Linked DNA regions of Mus musculus: regions 1 and 3 are each linked to region 2. Evidence: chromatin contacts called from public Hi-C and HiChIP or PLAC-seq data. All regions are on one chromosome and are shown on one strand. The core of a region is the stretch at or near the end of the contact, and the rest is flanking DNA. Distances in the headings are between cores, read along the strand shown. Region 1 holds the start of Alkbh3os1 (alkB homolog 3, opposite strand 1). Region 2 has its middle 34 kb from the start of Gm39884. Region 3 holds the start of Alkbh3 (alkB homolog 3, alpha-ketoglutarate-dependent dioxygenase).

Region 1 (3,150 bases), core at 501-3,000, 72 kb before region 2:
TGTATTAAAAAATAGAAAGGTAAAATAGCTGGCTGAAGGCCACCGAGCTGGCAAGGGACAGAGCATTATGCAAGTTCCCACAGTCTGCCTCAGGAATGACTGCCTCCAGGTTCTCCTGCTTCATGACCATATAAATAAAAACTTCAGTGGGATGGCCGCTGTTTTCTAGGAAGAAAATGGAGACTATACATATGTGGAGAGAGTGAAGATACCATTGGATCACGGGACCTTGCTAATCATGGAAGGAGCCACACAAGCCGACTGGCAGGTGAGGGCTTGCAGGTAGCACCGATTTGCTCTCTGGAAGCAGCTTCTATCCTGGCTGAGGAGTCATTGCAAATCACACAGAAGCAAGTGCTTATACTGAGCAGGTAGCGGTAAAATGATGTCATGTCTAAGGAGGTGATCAAAACAGGCCTCTCAGCCGAGATTGAAGGTTTTGTGCTGATAGAGGAATCCACGACTGTGCCGACCACTGAGAAAGTGACTGCAAATAGCCCCAGTGGCTACCATGTTGGGCATCACAGCACAACTATTCTAGATCAGTGTGGGTGAGGTCTCGTTAAGTACAAACATTTAAAGTAAAGCAACAGTTAGAAAAGTAGGTATGCCTTGCTGCCGGGGCGCTGGCCCAGCCTGCTGGGATCGGCTGGGTACTCGGTTCAGAGGAGGAGACCCTTTCTCACAGGACTGTAGACCACCTAGTGAGAGAGATAGAATAAGACATAAATAAGTTGTAAATCATGTTGAACTAATGAAAAATGCACATATATTTATGCTGGACAACTATTTATATTTCCATTTAGCACCGAGTGCCCAAGGAATACCACTCCAGACAACCGAGAGTAAACTTAACCTTTCGGACCGTTTATCCAGACCCAAGAGGAGCCCCTCGGTGACACTTCTACAGAGTTACCACTGAGGGGAGGGCTATGCACCTAACAGCCCCTCCCCATCTCCCGCAAGCACTTCCGTGATGTGGCTGTTCAGAAAGCGTGGTGTTTGCTTCTCAGGTTCTACTCCTCCTGAATGAGAGCTGCCAGCACGTCACCTTGTCAACATGTCTACTACAGGAACACTTACTTTGAGACAAATCTCTAAATCAAGGTTATCATTAAGCAAATTAAAAATTGCTCTGGCTGTACTCACAGATGATTTGATCCAAAAGCTTTTTGCCTCCTGCTCTGCCCCCTTTAATTTGAAGAAATACAAATGGCCTTGTGCCTCTGGGGAAGATCTGAACATGTTTGTTCCTTATGACGTTAGCAAAATGGAGATATAAATACGTGTCAGTGACTCTGGAGCCGTCCACAGGCAGGCAGCTGCTGAAACCCAAACAGAGGTGGCTTCTCTGGGCTTTGTTGAAGTCTTCCTTGACTCCTTAACATCTTGGCTTGTATGTTATTGTAATGGAAAGCTGCGTGTTCAGGACACTGTTTATTTAGCTGAATTTCCCAGCTGTCAGTTTTCCTGGGGCACACTTAGGTTACAGACTTCTGAATACAGAGACAGCAGCAGCTCCCATCCACACCCCAGACAGTTCACCTGGGACCCCTCGTAAGAAAGACAGTGCTGTATCCTGGAAGCGAGTAATAACTGAGAATGTCAGGAGAACCAGGCTGAAATTTTGGTTGAAGAACAGCAAATGCCCTGTTAGTAACTGCTGTTCCAATAGATTAGTTTCCCCTGGAGAATTTCTTGAGTCATTTAAACCCAGGCCAGATAGAATCAGAGCAGCCCTGCAGGGAATAGCTTGGATGACCTCATGGCTCTTCTACCTTAGATTTCAGAAGCCTGTGACTAAGGCTCTTCTGACTCAGTGTTCTCTTTCACTGGGTGCCTGAGTTCAGGGGTTAGCCTGTGATGTCACCAAGGTTTCCAAAACAGAATCGGGTAGTTGCCCCTTTTTGCATCATAAAAACACATGACTCGTTGACCTTGACTCAGGAGCAATGTACTAGATTAATTCAAACCCAGAGGAAGAGTTCATGTCAGTGGATGAAAGTGGGACATGGGTTAGAGTTTCTCCCTTGTCCTTGAGGGAAATTTACTGTCTTGGTTTTTAATCCTATTTCCATTCCACTCTGTAAGATGGATGGTCCCCATGACATGGAACGGTGCCAGAGGCTGGACAAGCTTACTCAAGGCTCAGATGGAATGAGTACGGAACGAATCTGAACAGACTCTCTGGTTCCTTGTGTCAGAGTCTGGTTTTTAAAAATGTGTAGAGCTCCTTTTGTAAGAAATCCTAAATCTGTATACAATTTGAGCATCATATTAAGCCTTCCTAGGAAGAAGGTATGAATCACCATAAACACACGCCCTCTATTTAATCTCACAGCTGTTCCCTGGTTAGAGCCAAGAAAACCTGGCCAGGATGGTATGGTCAGCCTTGATTAGGAGTTTGATGACTGAGGCTGGAAATTCCTCCTCTCTTCCTTATAAATGAGACTGACAGGTGACCCCAGGTCTTCCAGCACCCCACCCCCATTGTAGAGGCTCTTCTCTGCCTCCCTGCCTTAGAGCAGCGCTGCATCTCGACACTCATTACAGCTAGTCTGTCAGACCACTGAGAGGCTGTGGTTTCCATCTGGGTTTCATGGGCAAAGAGCAGTCATAGCTTCGGTTTCTTGCCTTTACTGTAGACTTCCATGTGCAATCAGTGCCGGATATTTCCACCGCTAGGACCCCATGCCTTCTCAAGTATCAAGCAGGTTCTTGCCATAAAGCAGAACTACAGAGTTTAGATGTAAGACAGGAAGAGTGATGTTCAGTGACTGCTCCAGCCTGCTGCAGATCCTTCCCAGGAACTGACAAAACTGTGCTGACTCAAAGTACATGAAACAGCAGTGCACAGGTTTGGTTTTAGTCATCCTCTGTGAGTTTTGGTTCCCTGCAGGCTCTGTCCTGTGAGCTTGCATTTATCACCTCATTGTCCCAACACTGATTCCACTATAGAGATGAGAAGCTGAATCCCTAAGTATTTTACTGCACATGTGCTGGCAGAGACAAATTTCAGAGGCTGTCTTACGGTTTCTATTCCTGCACAAACATCACGACCAAGAAGCAAGCTGGGGAGGAAAGGGTTTATTCAGCTTACACTTCCATACTGCTGTTCATCACCAAGGAAGTCAGGACTGGAACTCAAGC
Region 2 (3,653 bases), core at 1,124-3,623:
GGGCACCTTGGGTTATAAGGAATCATGACTGTGTGTGGCTTTGCTTATTGAAACGTCCCCTCCATCTCCCTGTCACGCTGTCTGCTTTATTTAGACTTGGTTCAAAATATCTTTTGGTAGTTCCTGAAAGCACATGGCTTGCTGGTCTTAGGAGAGGAAACACAGTGGTAAGTCACAGACTCAGACCTCTTCTAGATCCAAACATGAGGTTTGTGGGTAGGCAGTCACATCCCAGAGTTCTGTGTCCACTTGACAGTGATCCCATGAGGCTTGGTCTCCTGGGATACTAGACCAGGACACTGTCACTAGCTCAGAGTAAATTAGCAGTAACCTAGAGTTAGTAACGTTCAAAAGGACATTTCTTAGTGGGTCGTGCCAAGATATTTACTTCAAAGAAAGTCCTGGCTCCTTCAAGCTGCCTTTCCCGGTGGCTGTATGCCTTTCATGGAAGGGCAGAGTTACACAATAGGTTTTCCAAGCAGATTTAGCTCCTGTTACAGCCTTGCCCAACCAAGGAACACTGTTCTAGGCATGGGGCCATGGGTCTGTGTAGAGAGAGCAGGTGGCATGTGTCTGCTGGGAAATGACTGGGCGCTGCTCTGCAGTGGTCTCCCGGCTCAATGTCACCAACTCCTGTGGAGACCCTGGATAGCTGTGTTGTGACAGGAACATGGGAGACCTGTCTGTCTGTCTGTCTGACTGTGTGTGTGTGTGTGTGTGTGTGTGTGTGTGTGTGTGTATGCATTCATGTGTGTAGATGTGGAGGTCAGAGGCCAACACTGAGTGTCTTCCTCAATCACTTCTCACCTTGTTTTTGAGGCAAGCTCTCTCACTGAGCTTTGTGGTCATTCGTTTACCTAGCTGGCCATCCACCTTCAGGGTTCCACCTGTATCTGCCTCCCCAGTGCTGGGATCACGGGCAAGCACCGCCATGCCAGGCTTTTATGTGGGGTTCTCAGTTTCCAAGCTCAGATCCTTCCTCAAGCCCAGCAAGCACTTTGCCAGGAACCATCTCTGCAGCCCTTTAATCCGGGGTCTTCGGGTCCTCCTGAGGAGCCTTCAGAGCTGGGCTTCAGAGATGAGGGAGACTCTCAGTTTTTTGTTTTTAAAACTTCAAGGGATTGGCCACATTGCATGCAACTCCCCATTTGCCAAATGGGGAAACTGAGGCTCCAGAGCTGCCCAATGAAGTGCAGTGAATGCTTTTCATTAGGGCAAGGGTTCTCAACCTGTGGGTTTCAGCCCCTTATGAACAACCCTTTTGTTGGGATCGCATATCAGGTATCCTGCCAGATATTTACATTAAGATTCATAACACCATCAACATTACAGTTGTGAAGTAGCCATGAAAATGATTTTTAATGGTTGGGGGTCACCACAACATGGGGAGCTGTACTAAAGGGTCACAGCATTAGAAAGGTTCAGAACTTCTGCATTAGGTCTTAAATAATCAGGAACAGAAAGTGCCTGTAGCATGGAATATGCTTGAACCTGGAAGTCTCAAGACAGGAGGCTAAGCCTCTAGGGACTCCCATTCAAAGGCTGGGGAGGGCTGTGTGTTCAAGTTCACTCCTTATGTGACCTGGGTGCCCTGGGACTAGCCCTGTGCTCTCCTTGGGCAAAGGTTACAATAGCTATCAATCACCATTCACTCTCAGCTCCAGGCTGTCCCCTGTCCCTTTCCCAATTCACCCATCAGGACCTTAATCCCCATCCCCATCTCTACCCTGAAAGATTGTGGGATTGGGAGGCAGGGCCTTTAGGACCTGATTATGTTAGGGGTGGAGCTTGCGAGCAGAGCACTGTCTTTACAGGATGCTCAAGAGACCCATCAGCCCTGCTTCCACAATCCGAGGTCTCCAGAGAAGACCCCCCATCTATGTAGGGCAGAAAGCAGGTCCTATCCAGGTGCTGGCGCCAGGATCTCAGGCTTGCAGCCTCCAGGACTGGGAGGAACAGCTTTATGTTGTTTACGGCACCAGCCTGTGGTGTTTTCTTAAGCAGCCTGGGTGGAGAAAGGCAGAGTTCTTCTTCTTAGATGCTTTACTGTGGTTTATTTTAAATGCAGTGTCCTTGTGGAGCAGGTGACGGGAGGCCTGTGGTCCCCTCCTTGCTGCGCAAGCACCTCTCTGACACTTTTCTGCTTCAGTGTGCCACCCAGGGCGAACTGAAGCATCCTTCAAGTTAGCAGAGGCAAAGTGTTGTTGCAAACAGAAGCTGGCTGTGAGAGGAGGTTCCAGCTAATGATTTAAGCCTGGGGCTGCATTTCCTGGCAGGAAGCTGGGAAGCCTGAGCAACAGAGGTAGGAAAGAGCAGTCCCAGGATGGAGTCTCCCAGGGGGACCAGCAGGCAGGCCCTGGAGCTGGCTGTGAACATCACTCTGGTTCCGGCTTCTGAGCATATTGCTTGCTCATAAATACTTATGAGCTGCCCACAGGCCCAGCACTGAGCATTCTCTTGCTGAGAACAGAGCCAGGAGCCTAGAATCTGGGTACCTGCCCTCCAGCACCTCGGTGTGGTAGGAAAGCCCACAGTAACCAAGAGAGGCATATGTAAATGTGATGGCCGTGGTTGTTAACTGCCCACTTAGCCAGACCCTTGGGCAACACAGGTCTGTCCAGCCTTGGCTTGCCTGAGGCTGGCTGCTGGCTTCATTTCACTTTCTACAGTCTTGGGAAAGGCAGCCACACAGCTATTAACATAGGACAACTGGAGTCATTCTGCATTCCTCTCTTAACACTCACTGACTCCTCTGCTGAGCCGGTCGCCCTAACCAGCCCAGACTCTCTTCAGATAGTCTGGTTCGAGCTGCCATCAACACATCTTCCTGCCTCCATCTCTCATCCCGCCAGAGTTCACCCTTTTATCCAGAGGAAAGCCTAATCTTAAGGCATAGAAATCCTCATGCTACCTTTGTCTGGCTTTGTGGTACTTCCAAGACATGATCTGTGTTCCAGTCAAAAGGAAACTGGTGTTGTCTGGCCTGACAGGTCTCTCCCAGGGTGAATGACAGTATTCCCTGCCTTCCCCCACCTCTCCCCACCCCCACCACCCCTGAGACTTCCTTATTCTTTCTTATTTTCTTGGCTCAGCCTAAATGTCACCTGCTCAGAGCCAGGGACCACCACCCATCCTTCTGTCTACCAGATGCACCTCAGCACAGCTTGCCTTTGCCATGTAGATAACTCAACTGGTATCCTATATATCCTTTGTTTGCATGTTGGCTGGGCCTCTCCCTGTTAAGTGCAGAAACCTGTCTAGGTCTGCAGTGTGGATTCATTTCATGGTATGCATGACAAGCCTCTGTGGCTGTGGCAGTGTGTTTCCTCACTGTCCTAAAAGATGAGAAAATGAGAGCTCTCTAGGAAAATATAGCCATGCCATGGCATGGCTGAGCCTGGGACAATTGATTGCATATCCCTGAATGCCTGTAGGGATGCACCCAGCAGGAGTTCCCTTCCTTTCCGAGCCTACCCAGGCACTGATTTCTATACCTAAGGCCTGTGGGACTTTCTGAGAATCTGGGAGCAGACGGTGTTGTTGGGCGAGGTGAATGTGGGTTCAGTTAGCCTCCCATTGTTTAGCTTTGCTCTGGGCCTCTCTGTCTGTCCTTCTGTGAATTGGGAGTCAGGGCTGGATGAGATGTGGTGTCT
Region 3 (3,439 bases), core at 467-2,966, 100 kb before region 2:
AGCCCAAAGCAGACATCGAAAGATTACTAGGTAATGGGGAAAAAAGTAAAAATTACAATCCAGCTCTCTCTCCTTTCAGTCCTGGGATAAATCATTTTTCTTTCAATGACACAGAATATACAACAACAACAAAGATGGTGTAAAAATTGGACTCCACTGTGGCGGCCACGTGGGCACCTCAGTCAGGAACACGGAGGATACTACAGCTGAATGCTATTGAGCATCAATACTGGGGGAATTGGAATTGCCTTCTGGAGTTCTATTAAGAAAAGGATAAAAGAATGGCTCAAATGAAAGGATAAGGACAATTTTGTTAGTTTAAAAGAAAAACACACCAAACATCTGAGGACAGGTAAACTGTAGACAGCCGCCCCAAGGAAGAGAATAGGGGGTGGGGATTCCGTGTTAAGTGGGCATGGAGGTCAGTCACTGAGTGGAAGGCAGCCGTTGTCATGTAAGAGAGGGAAGCATCAGAGAAAGAGTAAGGGGACATCAAATGCTGGCAAAAGTCTGAAGTCCTAAAAGAAGCATGCTTACAGGAGGGACAGCAAGAAAGGTAAGCTATGGTTTTTGTTGTTGCTGCTGTTTTTAGTTTTTGTTGTTGTTTCTCTAGGTAATTTAGAAAAGCAGGAAGGCTTGGAACCGGCGTGGCCATGTTCCTTAAGTGACGGAGATAGAGGGTGGGAATCGGAGAAAGGAAGTACAGTGTCTCATTAAAGTACTAATAAGTCCACTTATCTCTTTAGTGTTACTTCAGGTAAGCCTACCTTCCTAGGGGTCATTCTTTGGCCAGGTGATTCTATTCTTTTGACGAGTGGGGATTTTTCTTAAGGAGCCTTTACCGATACCCTGACAGAATCAGGCTTATTTGAAAGATCTCCACAATGATTGTGTTTTGGTAAATTTTAGAGAATAATATTTGACAGAAAATAGTTGACTTGGTGCTACAGTCAGAGTTGTCAAATTATAAGAGACATGGCTTAACCTGATCTCTTTAAAGAAGCTTGTGAAGAGGTCAGATGCGTGAGAAGGCACTTTAGCTATCGTGAATTATTAGATTTCTATAGTGGTCCAGACGCTGCTGTCTCATTTAATCCCACTTAACAGGACCACTTAAAAAGTAAGCAATGCACTTGCCCCAAATGGTGGCATTGGAATGAAATTTAGACAGATCTGTGGACTCAAGTAAAGTTTCCTTAGCACTGAGGAACTCAGATAAATAAGGCATGCTCTCACGTCCCAGCGTAAATGCTGTGTAGAAAAGACGGGCGCGCTACGTTGAGAACAAAGCGCACCTTAGACTCTTCATGGTTTTCAAGGTAAGGAGAGAATTCTATAGCAGAACCCAGCATGTCCCAGTCCTCCCTACTCCCGGATCAGTACAAGTTCCGGGAGAGTGCGGTTGCCCTTTGCACAACAGACCTAAGATGCCAGCACTGGTTTCGGGAACTAGTTTCCTGAGGACCTAGGCCTAGGAGGCTCATCTTCATCCCCACATGTGCCCCTGACTCCAGTTCCCATTCCGACCATATTCCCTTCAGCGTCTCCACCCGGCCCTTTAGTTGCCAGGGATGCGGGGCAACCCGGACTCCGGGCTACCCACCGGAAGCGGAAGCGGTGGCAGTATGTCACCTAAGAGGAACTACGCGCAACGGAGGCCTGTGGTTGGACGTTGCAGGAGTTGGTGCCTCACTCTGAAGGTTCCCCGGCGTCCAGACGGCTGATTAGGGTCGTGTCGGGACCTCTGCTCAGGGCCCAGCCAGGTTGGTCCGGGGCGCCCAGCTCCTTCCTGGCTTGCTGGCCGCGAGCCGGGGGCAGGCGTGTGAGGACTGCCCGAGGGTCCGTTTCTGGGCCATCAGAAGGCTGTTAGCCATTTCTCTGTACCTCAGCCTCGAGGGCGGGACTGTCTCCTGCTTGAGGGAGAGGCCTGAGGTCAGACGGTGGCGTCCGCTGCCACGGGGTTTGCTGGCGGGACGGGATAGATCTGTGCATTCCAAGCAAGTTCCTGCACCTGCCAGAGCCCTTGTTCTTTTTAAGGTTTTCAGGCTTGGAGTTCCAGGGTGGCGGGACCTTTGTTAGGACCTATTAAGTTCTGGGACTCCTCGAACTGACAGCACTCAGGAAGTCTCAGACAGCACTCTGGAATTTCTGTTCACCACTTGCCTTAAACAAGTCACGTCAAGGTGAGCAGGTCAGAGGCCTTCACTGACCCCCACTAGTCTTATGCCTTTAGGTCTCCGAGAATATGATACACGAGGGTTTCCTTCACACATTCGGTAAGCCCGGAGAGTTGGATTTGATTGTGTCATTAACTTTTTGAGGGAATCGACATCTTCTCCAAGGCCCTACCTGGTAAATGATAAGCACTTGATGGGTTGTCGGTGATGAGACGGGGTCTCAGTATTTAGCTCAGGCCTCCTGGATGCTGGGATTACTGGTATGTGCCTGTAAACCATCATTTCTACGTCCTAAGGAGATTTAAGCAGAGCCCTGAGCTCTGTTGGATCGGAAGGTCTAGGAGACGAGGCCTGGGAACCTGTGGTGTAAGCAGTCATATGAGTGGACTGTCTTTGAGAGCTAGAAGCTTTCCTAGACTCATAAAGAAGTGGCTCGCAGGTTCCGAACATGTGACCTGACCCTTAAGAATTCTGTATTTGCTATAGGGTAACCTTTGGGCAAAATTATAGGGGGTTTGATTAGCTCAAGGCTGGAACCTGACAAGAGTTGAACTTTTCATCAGTATTGATTTCCTGAGTGTCTCTGTAAGTCACTAAACCTTCTGATCTCTATACATATTAGCATATCTTACCCTTTGCTGCTTGTTATAAACATAGAAATAGAGTCTTTCCTAAATTGTAGTTTTAAAAGTGGTACATGGATATTTTAGATTTTCATTTCAAACTTAATTTTAAAGTTGACAAATCATTGTTCTTATTTATGGTATTCTGTGACATTTTGATATATGCTTTTGATATAGAATGAATGCATCAAATTAATACATCTCTTACCTCGTATACCTTTTTGTGATGGAAATATTTAAAATCTACTCTTCATAACTGAGCTATCCAGTGATTTGGTTTTTTGTTTGTTTTTTTTTTTTTTTTTTTTTTTTTTTCGAGACAGTTTCTCTGTGTAGCCCTGGCTGTCCTGCTGTAGACCAGGCTGGCCTCGAACTCAGAAATTCGCCTGCCTCTGCCTCCCAAGTGCTGGGATTAAAGGCATGTGCCACCATTCCCAGCAGTGATTTGGTATTTATGGCCCTTGTTCTGTGCAGGAGGTCAGTAAAGCTTATTGTTATCCAAGTGAAACTTTGTACTTTGGATCCACAGTGTCCTTGCCCCCACCTAGCCCCCTTCCCTAGTCATAAGCAATCACATTCTACTCTTAGGGTTCAGCTTTCTTAAGTTGCTGTGTGTAAGGTCACGTAGCGTTTATGTCT

Evidence for each region. Hi-C and Micro-C count contacts between places; a contact is called where the count stands out from the background. HiChIP or PLAC-seq counts read pairs in DNA pulled down with a chosen protein or histone mark.
Region 1: a contact with region 2 is called in a Hi-C map of the N1E-115 cell line, with 1.7 times the contacts expected there. The contact joins the promoter of Alkbh3os1 here to the enhancer-like site in region 2. A contact is called at or near these places in 1 of 15 datasets of contacts at CTCF or cohesin (the NIH/3T3 cell line), 2 of 484 Hi-C or Micro-C datasets (the AML12 cell line and the N1E-115 cell line), 2 of 115 datasets of contacts at active chromatin or transcription factors (embryonic midbrain and embryonic stem cells) and 3 of 9 other capture datasets (adipose tissue, liver and pancreatic islet).
Region 3: an H3K4me3 HiChIP or PLAC-seq map of forebrain shows a contact between it and region 2, with 2.2 times the contacts expected there. The contact joins the promoter of Alkbh3 here to the enhancer-like site in region 2. A contact is called at or near these places in 1 of 39 promoter capture datasets (neural stem cells), 1 of 15 datasets of contacts at CTCF or cohesin (the NIH/3T3 cell line), 3 of 484 Hi-C or Micro-C datasets (the N1E-115 cell line, bone marrow-derived macrophages and hematopoietic stem and progenitor cells), 7 of 115 datasets of contacts at active chromatin or transcription factors (bone marrow-derived macrophages, embryonic basal ganglia, embryonic midbrain and 4 more) and 3 of 9 other capture datasets (adipose tissue, liver and pancreatic islet).

What each region holds. Positions count from the first base shown.
Region 1 is chr2:93,978,634-93,981,783 of GRCm38.p6, reverse strand. Alkbh3os1 (alkB homolog 3, opposite strand 1) reads right to left here and starts at 1,750. Exons shown (of 4, transcript NR_045827.1): 1 at 1,150-1,750; 2 at 612-701. It overlaps Alkbh3 (alkB homolog 3, alpha-ketoglutarate-dependent dioxygenase), which reads left to right. Exons shown (of 10, transcript NM_026944.1): 9 at 170-268; 10 at 807-1,150. The coding sequence ends at 899.
Region 2 is chr2:93,906,746-93,910,398 of GRCm38.p6, reverse strand. It overlaps a transcript of Accsl not described here. Among named protein-coding and RNA genes, the nearest start is that of Gm39884, 34 kb to the left of the region's middle. Within about 2 kb of position 2,373, at least 76 of the 459 cell types and tissues checked have an H3K27ac peak or open chromatin away from gene starts, as enhancers often do. A contact at or near this core is called in the N1E-115 cell line, the NIH/3T3 cell line, forebrain and 1 more, where this site is marked.
Region 3 is chr2:94,009,007-94,012,445 of GRCm38.p6, reverse strand. It overlaps Alkbh3 (alkB homolog 3, alpha-ketoglutarate-dependent dioxygenase), which reads left to right and starts at 1,716. Exons shown (of 10, transcript NM_026944.1): 1 at 1,716-1,763.